Regions from separate parts of the Mus musculus genome. Here regions 1 and 2 are each linked to region 3. A link is a contact called in public Hi-C data. All regions are on one chromosome and are shown on one strand. Each heading gives the region's core, a stretch centred on a gene start, on an enhancer-like site or on the middle of the called end of the contact. The rest is flanking DNA. Distances are from core to core; before and after follow the strand shown. Region 1 overlaps Ccdc148 (coiled-coil domain containing 148). Region 2 overlaps Ccdc148 (coiled-coil domain containing 148). Region 3 has its middle 18 kb from the start of Gm46743.

Region 1 (3,859 bases), core at 626-3,125, 300 kb after region 3:
TCTCTGTAGTATTCTTTCCTCTTGAATAACTTTTTAAAAACATTTTCTATGGTATAGGCCTTCTGTAACCATTCATTTCATCTTTTTAATGTTTTTATTATCTTAAATTAGATGTGTGTGTGTGTGCATATGAATATGTGCATGTGGATGCAGATGCTCAGGGAAACTGGAGGCTTCCTATGCTCGTAGAGGTGGAGTTACAGGTGTAGGCTTCCATTTTTCAAAACCTACTGTATTAAAAGTTCTTAAATGCTTCCACCCCCATTTCTAGCCCACTGTCCAAAGGTATGTGAGAAAAGATGGTAAATAGGACAAGGGAATGTGGATGGACCTGTTAGAAGTAGTTCTTTGGGGGTGATTCCAATCCCAATCCCTGTTGTCAAGATACCAGCAGTCCAGTTCAGTAGCTTCAGGATACCAACAGTCCAGGTCAAAGAGTGTCACCAAACAGGAATCAGTAGTTTCTGCATGATCCAGCAGAAACAGCTAGGCCTCCACCAAATCAGCGTGAGTCAGTGGGAGCAACCAGAACCAGCCAGAAAGCCAGGAGAAGTTCTCTGCTGTTCTTCTCACAACAAAGTGAAGCTCAGCAAAGACGTGTGACCAACAAAGCTTCGCACAGCTAACTATGCAAGTAGGTCATCCCTGCCTGTTGGGTCTTACTTACGTGTTCTGCAAACATTACATTTCTGAATCTCATGGGTCTTGCTTCAAGCAAAACATCACATGAGTCTGCATCCCATGACACAATCAGAAGTTTCCACTAAGACAGGTGGTTGTGAAGCTGCCTGACGAGGTACTGGGAAGAGAAGTCGGATCCTCTGCAAGAGCAGCACACTCTAAACCACTGAGCATCTCTCCAGCTCCCGTGGAACAATTCTTCTGGTGTGGTTTACATCTTTTAGCCTTCGCTGCTTTTTTTTTTTGTAGTATTTAATCTACCATTAATCTCATCTAATGAAATTTCCTCTTCACAAACTATCAGTTTTTTTTAATCTTTAATGATTTTTTTATCTTTCTTTCCTCATTATACGTATTTTTGAAACCTTAAGTGTTTTTTTAATTCATAAAAGATTTCCTGAATGTTATAGGTTTTGAATGTCTGGATTTTTATCCTCTCCCCCCCCACCCCCCACCCCATGTATGCCTATATAGCTTGTGTATGCCTGGTGCCTGCGGAGGTCAAAAGAAGGTGTTGGATCCCTCAGAACTGGATTTAGATGATTGTGAACTGTCTTGTAGGAACTGGGAAATGAATCCTGATCCTCTGGAAGACTAGTTAGCCTTCTTAACTGCTCAGCCATCTCTCCAGGCCTCTCTGTACTCTTTCTAATTAATTTTGGGCCTGGTTTTAATCAGAAGTTAAAACTTACAGATAAAATTGTGGTTTTCCTTTAAGATTTGATAGGATGACTGCCTGAGTTTTTATTTTGCTGAACTCTAGCTTTCTGGGTAGGGTATAGGCTTCTGGGATTTCTGCCAATTGGATGTAGTGAAAACATGACAGGTGAAAAAGTCACTGTGCAGACTAGTAAGAAATCAAATATTTCCCATCCCTGTGAAAACTCAAATAATTGCCGAGCTTCTCCACCACAAACAAGAGTATTTTTTTTTGTACACACAACTCCCAGTATTCAGAAAAGGTTTGTGAAAAACCATATATATATATATACATATACATATACATATACATATACATATACGTATACATATACGTATACATATATGTATATATATATATATATATGCAGTGAACATGATCAAAGAACATGCACATGTGGCTTCCATAATGAGAAGAAAAAAGGAAGCAGGGGACAGGGGAAGGGAAGTAGAAGACAGGACAGAAGGGAGAGGAAGGAGGAAGGAAGGAAAGAAGGAACAAAGGAGAAGGAACTTCCATACACCAAGTCCCAGAGCTGATTTTGGCCTCAACTGTCCCAACTGTTCATCACTGCCTCTCCAAGTCTGCTTGTCCTTGAAAACCACCTCTTTGTTGCAGGGTCTAGAGCATCTCACTGCAGAAACTCATGGCATCACAAGTCTCACCCAGCTTGTTTCTTTCTCTTCAATGATCAGACATGGTCTCTCAGGTTACCAGTGTGTGAAAGCATGGTGTGTGTGTGTGTGTGTGTGTGTGTGTGTGTGTGTGTATGTGTACACACCCACACATACTTGGAGCTTTATAGGTCTTTGCAATGGAAGGATTAGATTGACCCCTTGATGTTCTGTTGTGTCTAGAGTTAGAAATCTGGCTTAATTTCTTAATACTGTCATTACTGCCACCATCTGTCAGAAAACCATTCCAGCGGCTTACAGTTGTGCGTACACATGTGTGCAGAGACATTCCTACTTTCTTCTTTTTGAAAAGACTCTTCTCTTCCACTGGCTTCTAGAATATCATACCAATCTAATCTCTACTCTTTCTCTCTTGCCATTTTTTCCGTCCTCTTCAGCTCACCATCCTTTACCCAGGAATTATATCTTGGACTTTTGCAAGGCTTAGCTGCGAGTAACTTATAAGCACAATTTCTTTTTGTTTCATAGTCTCTCTTGAGAAACGCTACCTATATAATGTTAATATCATCAAGGGTCAGCAAACCTCTGTCCTCTCCTGCCACAGCTCATGTCTCTAAGGAGACTCAGAGCCAAGGTAATGAAATAACTGGGATCTCCTCTGCTTTTCTGACACCTGCTTCCAAATTTCAACCTCCTCTAGGGCTTTGTTTCAGTACAGTTATGAGTTAATGCCTGGTGCTTATATGGCTTGTGTCTTGGAACCCTGACTCAGGGAGGTGAGGAAATGAAGGAATGACAGATACACAGAACACTGGAATTGGGTGACCTGGGCTCTCTAATGGAGAAGCGAGGGCACCCCAGAAGTTCACCGTGCTTATTAAATACCAGTGAACAAGGAGGCAGTGTTATTGCTTACAGTCAAACAAGGAGGTGAGATTATTACATACAGATAAACAAGGAGGTAGAGTTATTACATACAGCTGAATAAGGAGACTGGTTTAGCGAATCTAAGTGGCAGCAGTCTCTGTAGGGAAACAGACTTCTGACTATGAATATCTGGAGCAGCAGTTCTCAGCCTGTGGGTTATGATCTTTGTGTGTGTGTGTGTGTGTGTGTGAGTGTGTATGAACAACCCTTTCACAGAAGTCACCTAAGACCACCGAAAAACACAGATATTTACATTATGATTTATAACAGTAGCAAAATTACAGTTACAATATGGCAATGGATATAATTTTACAGTTGGGGATCACCACAACATGAGGGACTGTATTAAAGGGTCACAGCATTAGAGAGGTTGAGAACCACTGCTCTGGAGGAAGAAAGTGGTGGATATTTTCTGTATTTCCTGTCACCATTCCCATTGAACCCAAGGAAGGCTTGCCAATCCTGTGGGGCTGAGGCACTGGTCCTTGACATGGTGGTGGTGCTCCTGCCAACAACACAGATCCACTGAGGACGTCACTGGCCTCCTACATCCCCCCCACCTCCCGCTTTTTTTTTCTTAGCTGTTCAGGGTAGATCTTCATGCTTATACCGTGGGTAGTTTACTGCATTGCTGGACACTGGACCGTAGGTTGACAGGAGGGAAGATCCTAGCAGCTGTTGTGCCCAACTGAAACACAAGGCACGTTTAGCAAGTTTAATGGATCGATGGCTCAGGAAGGATGTATATGCAGGATTAGCAAGAGAAATGAATCTGAGCATAAGCCTTCTGCTCTTCTAGGATATGCAGAATTGGACGCACTCGTGTGATTGTTAGTGTAGGTCCAAAGACCTAGGGGGTGAGTCCCAACCAGGTTCTCTATTGTCTAAATTGCCGGGCTATCCACTAGGATCCTAG
Region 2 (4,408 bases), core at 520-3,019, 460 kb after region 3:
ACTGTTGGTTTGAACCGTAGATGTTGTGATTCATTTAGGTGAAAAAAAAAAAAAAAAGGCCCATAATTGTATAAAGCTCAATCTAAGGTTACTGTAACAGGATGTTAGTATTGAAATTTTGATGGTGACATCTAAGACCTGCCATAAGTGCCACATGTGCACCAGGTCTGGCAAGATGGAACTGTCTGATGCTGAGCCAGACTCCATTCACAATGGAGGAGCTGAAAAGGCCAAGGAGGAAAGACTCACTTGGAGCACGCATGAACAAGCTTGGTGGTCATGTGTGGCCCTCAGCAAGGTGTGGGGTGTAGGTAGGGCTTTGCCCTTCCTCTGGCCCACTGAGGGGCTTCAGTATTCTTGAAGAGTTGAGCAGTATGGTTGAAAGGCTGGAGTGTGGGTATCTGGGGCACACAGGCAAACACAGAGGCGCTGTCCCCATGCTAGAACTGAAGGTGTGGGTTGCGGCTGTGCTCCAGTAACTGTAAATGACTTGTGCTAAGGTACAACGTGATATAGTCATCTTGGTTTCCTGCTAAGTCATTTAGGAGGATCACGAGGGCACAACAAATAAGACAGTTCATTCTCTTAGTAGGGGAAAAAAAAAGCCTGGCAGACATAGTATAGTGAGTAATATATCTAAAAACAAATGCTTGTTTGAAAACATGGAGGAAACATGTTTGATCGGCTTTTTTTTTTTTTTTTTTTTTTTTTTTTTTTAAAAGTAGGAAGATCTTTTCACACTGCTTAAGTTTGGAACGTAAAAAAGTACAAGTTGTCTCTAGACTGATCTACCCCAGATCTACCCCAGGCTGTTGAGCCTGTACTTGTTTCTCATCCTTGGTGGCTGATAGGGAACACAGTGGCAGGGGCGGGTGTCGGGGGGAGTGGGGGGGGGGGCGAGGACGGGGACTGGGCCGGGGTCGAGGATCGAGGAGGGGGAGCGGAGGGGCGGGGACAGGGGCGAGGACAGTCTGTGCACTCCTACACTTCCTCTGTTCACTTTGTGAGCATTGCCATTAGCCTCTGAACTGTGCAGGGTGCAGTATGTTGCACTGTGTGCTGCCAGGCACTTAAGTGAGCTGTAGAATGAAATTCACTTATTAGACCCTATGTAAGCACTGAGCTAAGAGACACGACATATAAAACAAATTTCTGTGGCTCAGAGGCTGGCTCACGGCCTTTTTAGTAACGACTGCCCTCCTCACCCTAGGCACCCTCCAGACACCACCACTGTGGGTGTCTTCTGTCTACCACAAACTGTATCTACATCAAATCATTGAGTACACAGCCTTTAGCCTTCTTAGGTTCATCATCTCTGCTTGAACCTTATTTCGTGTGGAAACAAATTTTTGATGTTGTATAGCATTTCATTTGATAACAACACAATTTATACGGTTTCCTGAATTTTGCTATTCGGAACATAATGGGATACGCCTTCCTGAATGGATGTGCTGATTCCTATTGGGTCCTTAGGAGCAGAGTGGGCGGATCAGAAGGTTTGAGTGGCGTAGCTTGAGTAAATAATGCTCAGATGGTTTCCCCAAGTGGCTATCCAGATTTTCAGCCCACATCCTTCACATCATGTTCTCAGTACCGCAGCCTCTCTAGCCTTAGCTCGGTGACTAAGGAGCGGGGACTAGTTGTGATTTTCACATGCATTTAAAATAATGGCGGGGAATCTTTATTCATTATCTAGCTAGTGAACCTTCTACTCAAGTCTTGCCCGATTCTCTCATGGGTTTCCTGACTTCCTCTTCCTCACTGTATGTTTTTTACATGTTCTCTCTACAAGTTCTCTTTTTATCTTCTCTCAACCCGTGGCTCGTCTCTTTTAGCGGTGTTCTTGCATAAGAAAAACATTTTTTTAAAAATTATTCTTCTCTGTTTCTACTTCCCCATTCCCCCAGCCTCCCTCACCCACTCCCACTCTCTCCACCTCTCCCCAAGATCCACCCATTCCTCCTCCCCCCAGAGAAGAGCAGGCCTCCCAGGAACATTGAACAAACGTGGCATAACAAGCTACAAAACAACAAACAAATAAACACAAACAAACAACCCCCAACCCCAAACAACAACAACAACAACAAAAACCCACAGGTGCCACCCATTGCATCAAGGCTGGACAAGGTAACTCAATGGGAGGAGAAGGGTCCCATAAGTAAGAGTCAGGACAGCCCCTCCCCACCAACTCCCCTAACACCGCTTCAAGGGTTTCTCAGCCATTTGTGATTCCTCTGTTGAGAATTCTGTTTAGGTCTCTACCCCATTTTAAAATTAAATCATTTAGTTTGTTGGTATCTAGTTTTTTGAGTTATTTATATATTTTGGATATTAGCCCTCTGTGAGATATAGGGTTGGTGAAAATTTTAGTCTTTTCCCAGTCCATAGGCTGCTCTTTTGTCCTATTGACTGTGTCCTTTGACTTAGAAAAGCTTTTCAGTTTCATGATGTCCCATTCATTAATTGCTTTTTTCTTTTCTTTTCTTTTCTTTCCTTTTTCTTTCTTTCTTTCTTTCTTTCTTTTTTTTTTTCTGGTTTTTCGAGACAGGGTTTCTCTGTGAAGTCATGGCTGTCCTAGAATTCACTCTGTAGAACAGGCTGGCCTCGAACTCAGAAATCCACCTGCCTCTGCCTCCCAAATGCTGAGATTAAAGGCGTGCGCCACCACTGCCTGGCCTCATTAAATGTTGATCTTAGTGCCTGTACTATTGGTGTTCTATTCAGGAAGTAGTCTCCTATGCCAATGTGTTTCAACATGCTCAGGCTCAGTGTATCTGGTTTTATGCTGAGATCTTTGATGCACTTGGATGTGAGTTTTGTGCAGGGTGATAGATATGGATCTATTTGCATTCTTCTACATGTAAATCCACTTAGACCTGCACCATTTCTTGAGGATGCTTCCATTTTTCCATTGTATATTTCTGGCTTCTTTATCAAAAATCAGGTGTCCTCAGATTTACATCTGGGTCTTTGATTCAATTCCATTGATCAATGTGTCTGTTTTTTGACAATACTCTGTGTTTTTTATTACTACAGCTTTGTAGTCCAGCTTGATCAGGGATGGTGCTAGCTCTGAAATTCCTTTTACTGTTCAGGAGTGTTTTTAGCTACCCTGGGTTTTTGTTTTTCCATATGAAATTGAATATTCTTCTTTCAAGGTCTGTAAAGAATTGTGTTGGAATTTTGATGGGGATTGTATTGAATCTGTAGATTGCTTTTGGTTAAATGGCCATTTTTACTGTTTATCCTACTGATCCATGAGCATGGGAGCTCTTTCTATCTTGTGATATCTTCTTCAAAGACTGTAAGTTTCTATCATACAGGTCTTTCATTTGCTTGGTTAGAGTTACCCCAGGATATTTTATATTATCTGTGGCTATTGTGAAGGGTGTTGTTTCCCTGATTTTTTTCTCAGCCTGTTTGTCATCTGTATCTAGAAGGGCTACTGTTTGTTTGTTTGTTTGTTTGTTTGTTTTGAGATAATCTTGTATCCAGCCACTTCATTGAAGGTCTATCAGTGGTAGCAGTTCCCTGATAGAATTTTTGGGGTCAAGTATGTATGCTATCATATCATCTGCAAATAGCAATACTTTGACTTCTTTCTTTCCAATTTATGTTCTTTTTATCCCCTTTAGTTGTTTTATTGGATGAGCAAAACTTTGACTGGTGTTCTGCCTCAGCAGTTCGTTCCTTTTTGTCCATGTTGCAGATGACTCTGATCAGTTGTATTAGTCCTTTTGTGACCGCTATTACTTTGTTTATCATCTCCTCTGGGAGAATCTTTTACTTCTCACTCTGCTCCTTCTTCTGCCCTAGGTTGTCAGTAGACACTGGGCACAAGTACCTGTAGGGAAAAGGCACTCTGTCTTCCTCATTCATCCACAAGCCTCCTTGGTGGTTCTGAGGATATTTTCCCATGACAAACTGAATGATGCCTTTAATGGTTCTTGTGTAGGAGATATTTTTGTGCCACACCCAGAAGAGGCTATTTCCTTTCTCTTTCCAGCTCCAGAGGATCTGTTCCTGTGCCCTGTGGGCATGCTGCCCTTCTCTATGTTTCTGTAGTATGCCCTCCCTTGCACACTTCCACTGCCATGAGAGGCTTCCTCTCCTTGTACAGCCTGACCCCAGCCTTTCTTTTGAGCACTCAGAGATCAGCACAGCAGAGCCTGAGAGTGGGCACAAATTCCCCATGTGTCTGTCGCTTCTACAATCTTCTGTGCTTTCATGCTCTGCTAAATCGTCAAAATGTGCAAATCATTAATATTTATCAATTCATTACAGAGTCCTAGCTGCTGTCTTCCTGGCCCTGTGCACAGTGGGCTTGTCTTTCCCAGGTGCTCTGTTACAGGCGAGCATCCTTTCATATCACATGTGTCCTTAGAGGCCCCTTTCCTAACTGGATTAT
Region 3 (4,333 bases), core at 1,165-3,664:
CTAATACAACTATTTGTTGAGTTTATAGTGATGAATCAAAGACAAAGAAGATGCCAGGTGGGTAGAAATGCTGAGTTCTCTGATCAAAAGAAGTGATATAGATCTATGTCTTCCTTTTATTGAAGAAACAAGGCAAAGGACTCCAAATTCTCTCTGCTCTGCTTGGAGAAAAAGAAGTAAGACTGATAGAAACGGCATTTGGTATTAACTGAATGGCTCATCATATGAAAAACATAGGACTTCTGCGGAAACTGTGCCTTTGGTGTGCTGTGCTGTAGGCTAGAGAGTGGCTACTTGTACCCTGCAGGGCTGTGTCTCTTCTCCTCTGTTGCCACTTGCTGTAAAACGGAATAAGCACACAGATCCTGATTCCTAACTGCTGGTGCCCCATTCACAACAGATGCCAGGAAGGTTCCGTACCCAGCGCAGTGAAGACAAAGAAAACCTCACCTGGCTCTCAGCATGCTCGCCCATCAGACTGCGCATGCTCTGAAGCTGCAGCCCTGCAATACCATTGAAGAAAAGAAATCTCATCGGCAGGGACTATAACGTTTGTTCCCAGGCACACATGAAAAATACACGGAATAGCTTCACTGTGCTCGTTATTTGGACTTTATTTGGACAACTGGGTCCGATCCTCAGACAAAGAGTTAAGTATTTTTTCAGATGTGTTGGCAGCTTTAGGGCTCTGGTTCTGGCATTAGTTGAAAGGCTGTAGATTAGGTCAGAGAGGAGCATTTGACAGCAGCTTCTGTCAACTCAGGCTATTTCACCATAAGAGAGAGAGAGAGAGAGAGAGAGAGAGAGAGAGAGAGAGAGAGAGAGAGAAGAGAAGAGAAGGATGTAGTCTGTGATGAGGGACCAGGGCGTGAAGCCCAGGTCAGCTGCTCACCTCATTGACCAGGAACATACCAGCTTCCAGTTGTTCATCTGGGCTCTGGCTTTTCTTTTCCTCCTTTGCCTCTGTGGGCAGAAGAAATACAAACAAACCCTTTTTCTGATCTAGTTTCTTATCGAGTCTGCACCCCAGGAATGCCAACAGCTCATTACATTCTTTTAAGATCACAGATCTGTCCTTGGACCCTAAGTTCCTCACGTCCGAGTTGGCATGGGCCATCACCAAGGTTTCTTATGTTTTGTTATTATGTGAGCTGGCATTCGGGCAGGGGTTACTACAAAGTCTGGTTGTTGTTTCTAAACACCATGGTCTAAACATGCGCTCCTCTCAGGTCTTTTATTTCCTGTACAAGCAACCCTTCTCCCTAAGCTGCACCCACAGGCCCCACGAATTGATTTCCACCTTGAGGGTGTCTATAACTTTGGCATAAGTTTGTTTTAAATAGGTCTGACTCAGTTAATGGCCAGGGGCGCTGCCCATCACTTCTATGGGTTCCTAGGCCCCTCCTTGACCCCTAGGCTGCTCCAGGAAGTATTTTTCAGGCCAGGCGTCTCTCCTCGTGTGCTTTAGACTATTTTCAGTCCTGCATCAATGGGGAAACAGCTTCTTCCACCGTCCTGAATAGTCTCACCAAGCAACCCCACCCAACAGTCCTGGGCACTGCAGACTAATCAGGGCGGGCAGCTCACGTTTGGAGAACCTGCAGCCCTCCTCTATCTGCCTTTCTTGTACTTTCTTTCATCCTTTCCCAGTTCTCAGGAAGCAATAAAAACAAACACTTCCTCTGATGTAGTTTCATATCAAATCTTTCCCCACCCACAACAGCCTTCCCTTCCTGGGAGGAGTCCCAGGGCGTAGGTTTTCTCCTGCTCAGTACTCTCTGGGTTTGGAATGCCACCCAAGTGCTAAGTTCAGGGCGACTTTGATCTAACCTGCTAGGGTTTGTGAAAAGCTCGGATGTCTATTTTTACTCTCGTGACCTATATTTGGTTTTTAACGAATGGTGGCTTCCCACCATGACGACTTATTACGGGTTCTCTTTTTGTCACACACTCTTTCTGCCTTCTCCGTCCTGGCTGTTTTCGGGTTGGAACTTCCTGCAGATGACCACTAGAGGGCAGATGATTTCCAGTTTACAAGATACCTTCCACAGCCAGTTTTCTGGAGCTTTGCTGACTACCAGGGCCGGTTTTTTTTTTTTTTTTTTTTTTTTTGTTTATTTGTTTGTTTTCCTTCAGAAGCGAGAGCAAAACACTTGAAGTTCTTTGGGTGCAGCTAAGACGTTTTCTACAGCGTTCATCTATGAAGTCCTGGCTGTGAGCAGCAGACATTCTGGCCAGTAGAGAGAAAACCGTGGTTTCTCTGTGTTCCTACCCAGGGGAAGAAAGCTGTGCCAGAGTGGTGTTCTTTCTAGGTTTGCTAAAAAGCATATACGTGTACCCTGCGTGTATCTACTCGGGTCTCACAGTAAGATGGCAATGCTTCCTGAGGCCTCTCCCACTATACCCAGGCTTCCTGCCAACATAGTACGCTCACGTGGTCAACCTGGATGTGTGCCAAGGCAAAGTTGATGAGCCATGAGGGAGGTAGAGAGATGGAGTGGCATGGGAATATATCTTCGTTGAAGTTCCTTGGAGCACTGTGGGGACTCTGATCTCAGACATGGGGAAGCGTGGGTGCTATTTCCTAGTCAGAAGACACGGGTAGCTATGACGCTGAAGAATTAAGTAGACTAGAAACAAATGGATATAGGCCCATCAGCCCAAGGTCAAAATTAGGAGGCTGACTTTTAAGGTAGCAGGTCGAAAGGTCAACGGGAGGTCAAGGGTACATCTCAGCAGGGGGGTGTTGCCTACACTCTGGGAGGCTCTCAGTTCCATCCCCAACACTGGAAAGAAAGAAAAAATGAAGTCAGTAGGAAGTAGAAAAAGAAACTTCAAAGGAGAACCTTCTGCTATGGATAAAAAGTCTGAACTGAGATGCTAAAGATAGTAAATTGATAGATAGCGCGGCAGTTAAATGTGACTCAGCTCTGGCCTTCCTAATCCTGCGGCCTTGGATAGGAGGCAGGGTCTTCTCTGGGGTCCAGTTTTCTCGGCTCTAATGGTGCAGCTTCCAGGTCCGAGGCTATTGGAAAGATTTCACACGATGACACACATTAAAGGGGGCCGTTTCCCTTTCTTCATTTGCTCATTCAAAAGACATATTTCCTAATGCCTGTATTGGTTAGATATGTGTAACTTCAATATTGGTTAGATATGTGTACCTTCAAGAGACAGAAAACATGATGTAACCAAACAATATTGAAAAGGATATTGACTCTGAGAGAGATATTATCACTATGAGGTAACAACACCACCATGACACAGGTAGGATCGTGAATGTCACCTCTCTCCAGGAGTCGGGGGGGGGGGGGGGCGGTGCTAGGAATGAGTGGTGCGGTCTTGGTGAGGTCACCAGGGACTTAAGCGCTCTCCATACCTTGGCTCTCTCATCCTCATCAGGTTGACGTTTATTCCTACACCCCTGGTACTATGGCCACTTGGGCCACGTGCGTACTCCCAAGTTTCCAGCAACTCTAGACTTTTTATGTCCTAGAGTCGCGGCAGTAGATCTTCAACATGGCCAATATCAGTGCCTTGGAAAGTAAATATCCCTGGGGTAAGAAGTTTCCTGGAAAGCCTCAGGCACGGCTCTGACCTCAGAGGAGCGGGAGGCATAGAGTAGGTGCTATATATTCTAGGGATTTGATACAATTGATGATTCACTGTAAGACATCTGCCCTGTAATCTTTTGGAGTTCTTGATACCAGAGAGAAACCGGGGCTCAGTTAGGTTAACTAAATAAGGGATGGCTTTTGAGCAGGCAATATGAGTGTTTTCCAGGCACTGTAGTTGCTGTGGACACACGGTAGTATACAGGTCCGGAGTGCTGGAGAATGGGAGGTTCTAGACAGGCAAATGCGCATGAACCATATAGCAACATTACATCCTGCAGGCAGAGCTGAAACACAGTAGCTCCTAATCGGAGGTTAGGGCAGACTCACGGGAGAGGTGCTGTTTAGATGAGATCTGACAGATCACTGGGTAGAAACAGCACAGCAGTACAAAGCCTGGTATAACATTCCTGGGTAGCTAAAAGTGGACAATGGGCAACAAGCCTGGAACAGAGTGCTTTGCACGGTCAGTAGGCTCCAGCTATGATGGTTTCAGCAACTGCACTGGAGTCCTATTGGGCCAGCAGCAGGTCTGGTTTCTTTAAGATATGGCAAATAAAGTCAACATTGTAGCTTTTATGTCAACGTGACAGAAGCTGGAGTCATCTGAGAGGAGGGAGCCTCCTTTGAGAAAATGCCTCTATACGTTTAGGCTGTAGGCAAGCCTTTAGGGCATTTTGTTAATTAGTATTGATGTGGAAGGGTCCAGCTCGGTGGTG

Evidence for each region. Hi-C and Micro-C count contacts between places; a contact is called where the count stands out from the background.
Region 1: a contact with region 3 is called in a Hi-C map of bone marrow-derived macrophages, with 24 read pairs. The contact joins two enhancer-like sites. A contact is called at or near these places in 1 of 15 datasets of contacts at CTCF or cohesin (pro-B cells), 6 of 484 Hi-C or Micro-C datasets (bone marrow-derived macrophages, embryonic stem cells and myeloid progenitors), 2 of 115 datasets of contacts at active chromatin or transcription factors (bone marrow-derived macrophages and microglia) and 1 of 9 other capture datasets (embryonic stem cells).
Region 2: a Hi-C map of bone marrow-derived macrophages shows a contact between it and region 3, with 19 read pairs. The contact joins two enhancer-like sites. A contact is called at or near these places in 8 of 484 Hi-C or Micro-C datasets (the HL-1 cell line, bone marrow-derived macrophages, cerebral cortex and 4 more) and 1 of 115 datasets of contacts at active chromatin or transcription factors (cardiomyocytes).

Annotation. Positions count from the first base shown.
Region 1 is chr2:59,135,532-59,139,390 of GRCm38.p6, reverse strand. The region is part of intron 1 of Ccdc148 (coiled-coil domain containing 148); the gene reads left to right. Among named protein-coding and RNA genes, the nearest start is that of Ccdc148, 23 kb to the left of the region's middle. Within about 2 kb of position 1,875, at least 1 of the 459 cell types and tissues checked has an H3K27ac peak or open chromatin away from gene starts, as enhancers often do. A contact at or near this core is called in bone marrow-derived macrophages, where this site is marked.
Region 2 is chr2:58,975,717-58,980,124 of GRCm38.p6, reverse strand. All of the region lies in intron 10 of Ccdc148 (coiled-coil domain containing 148), which reads left to right. Among named protein-coding and RNA genes, the nearest start is that of Ccdc148, 180 kb to the left of the region's middle. Within about 2 kb of position 1,769, at least 6 of the 459 cell types and tissues checked have an H3K27ac peak or open chromatin away from gene starts, as enhancers often do. A contact at or near this core is called in bone marrow-derived macrophages, where this site is marked.
Region 3 is chr2:59,436,257-59,440,589 of GRCm38.p6, reverse strand. No RefSeq gene overlaps it. Among named protein-coding and RNA genes, the nearest start is that of Gm46743, 18 kb to the right of the region's middle. Within about 2 kb of position 2,414, at least 148 of the 459 cell types and tissues checked have an H3K27ac peak or open chromatin away from gene starts, as enhancers often do. A contact at or near this core is called in bone marrow-derived macrophages, where this site is marked.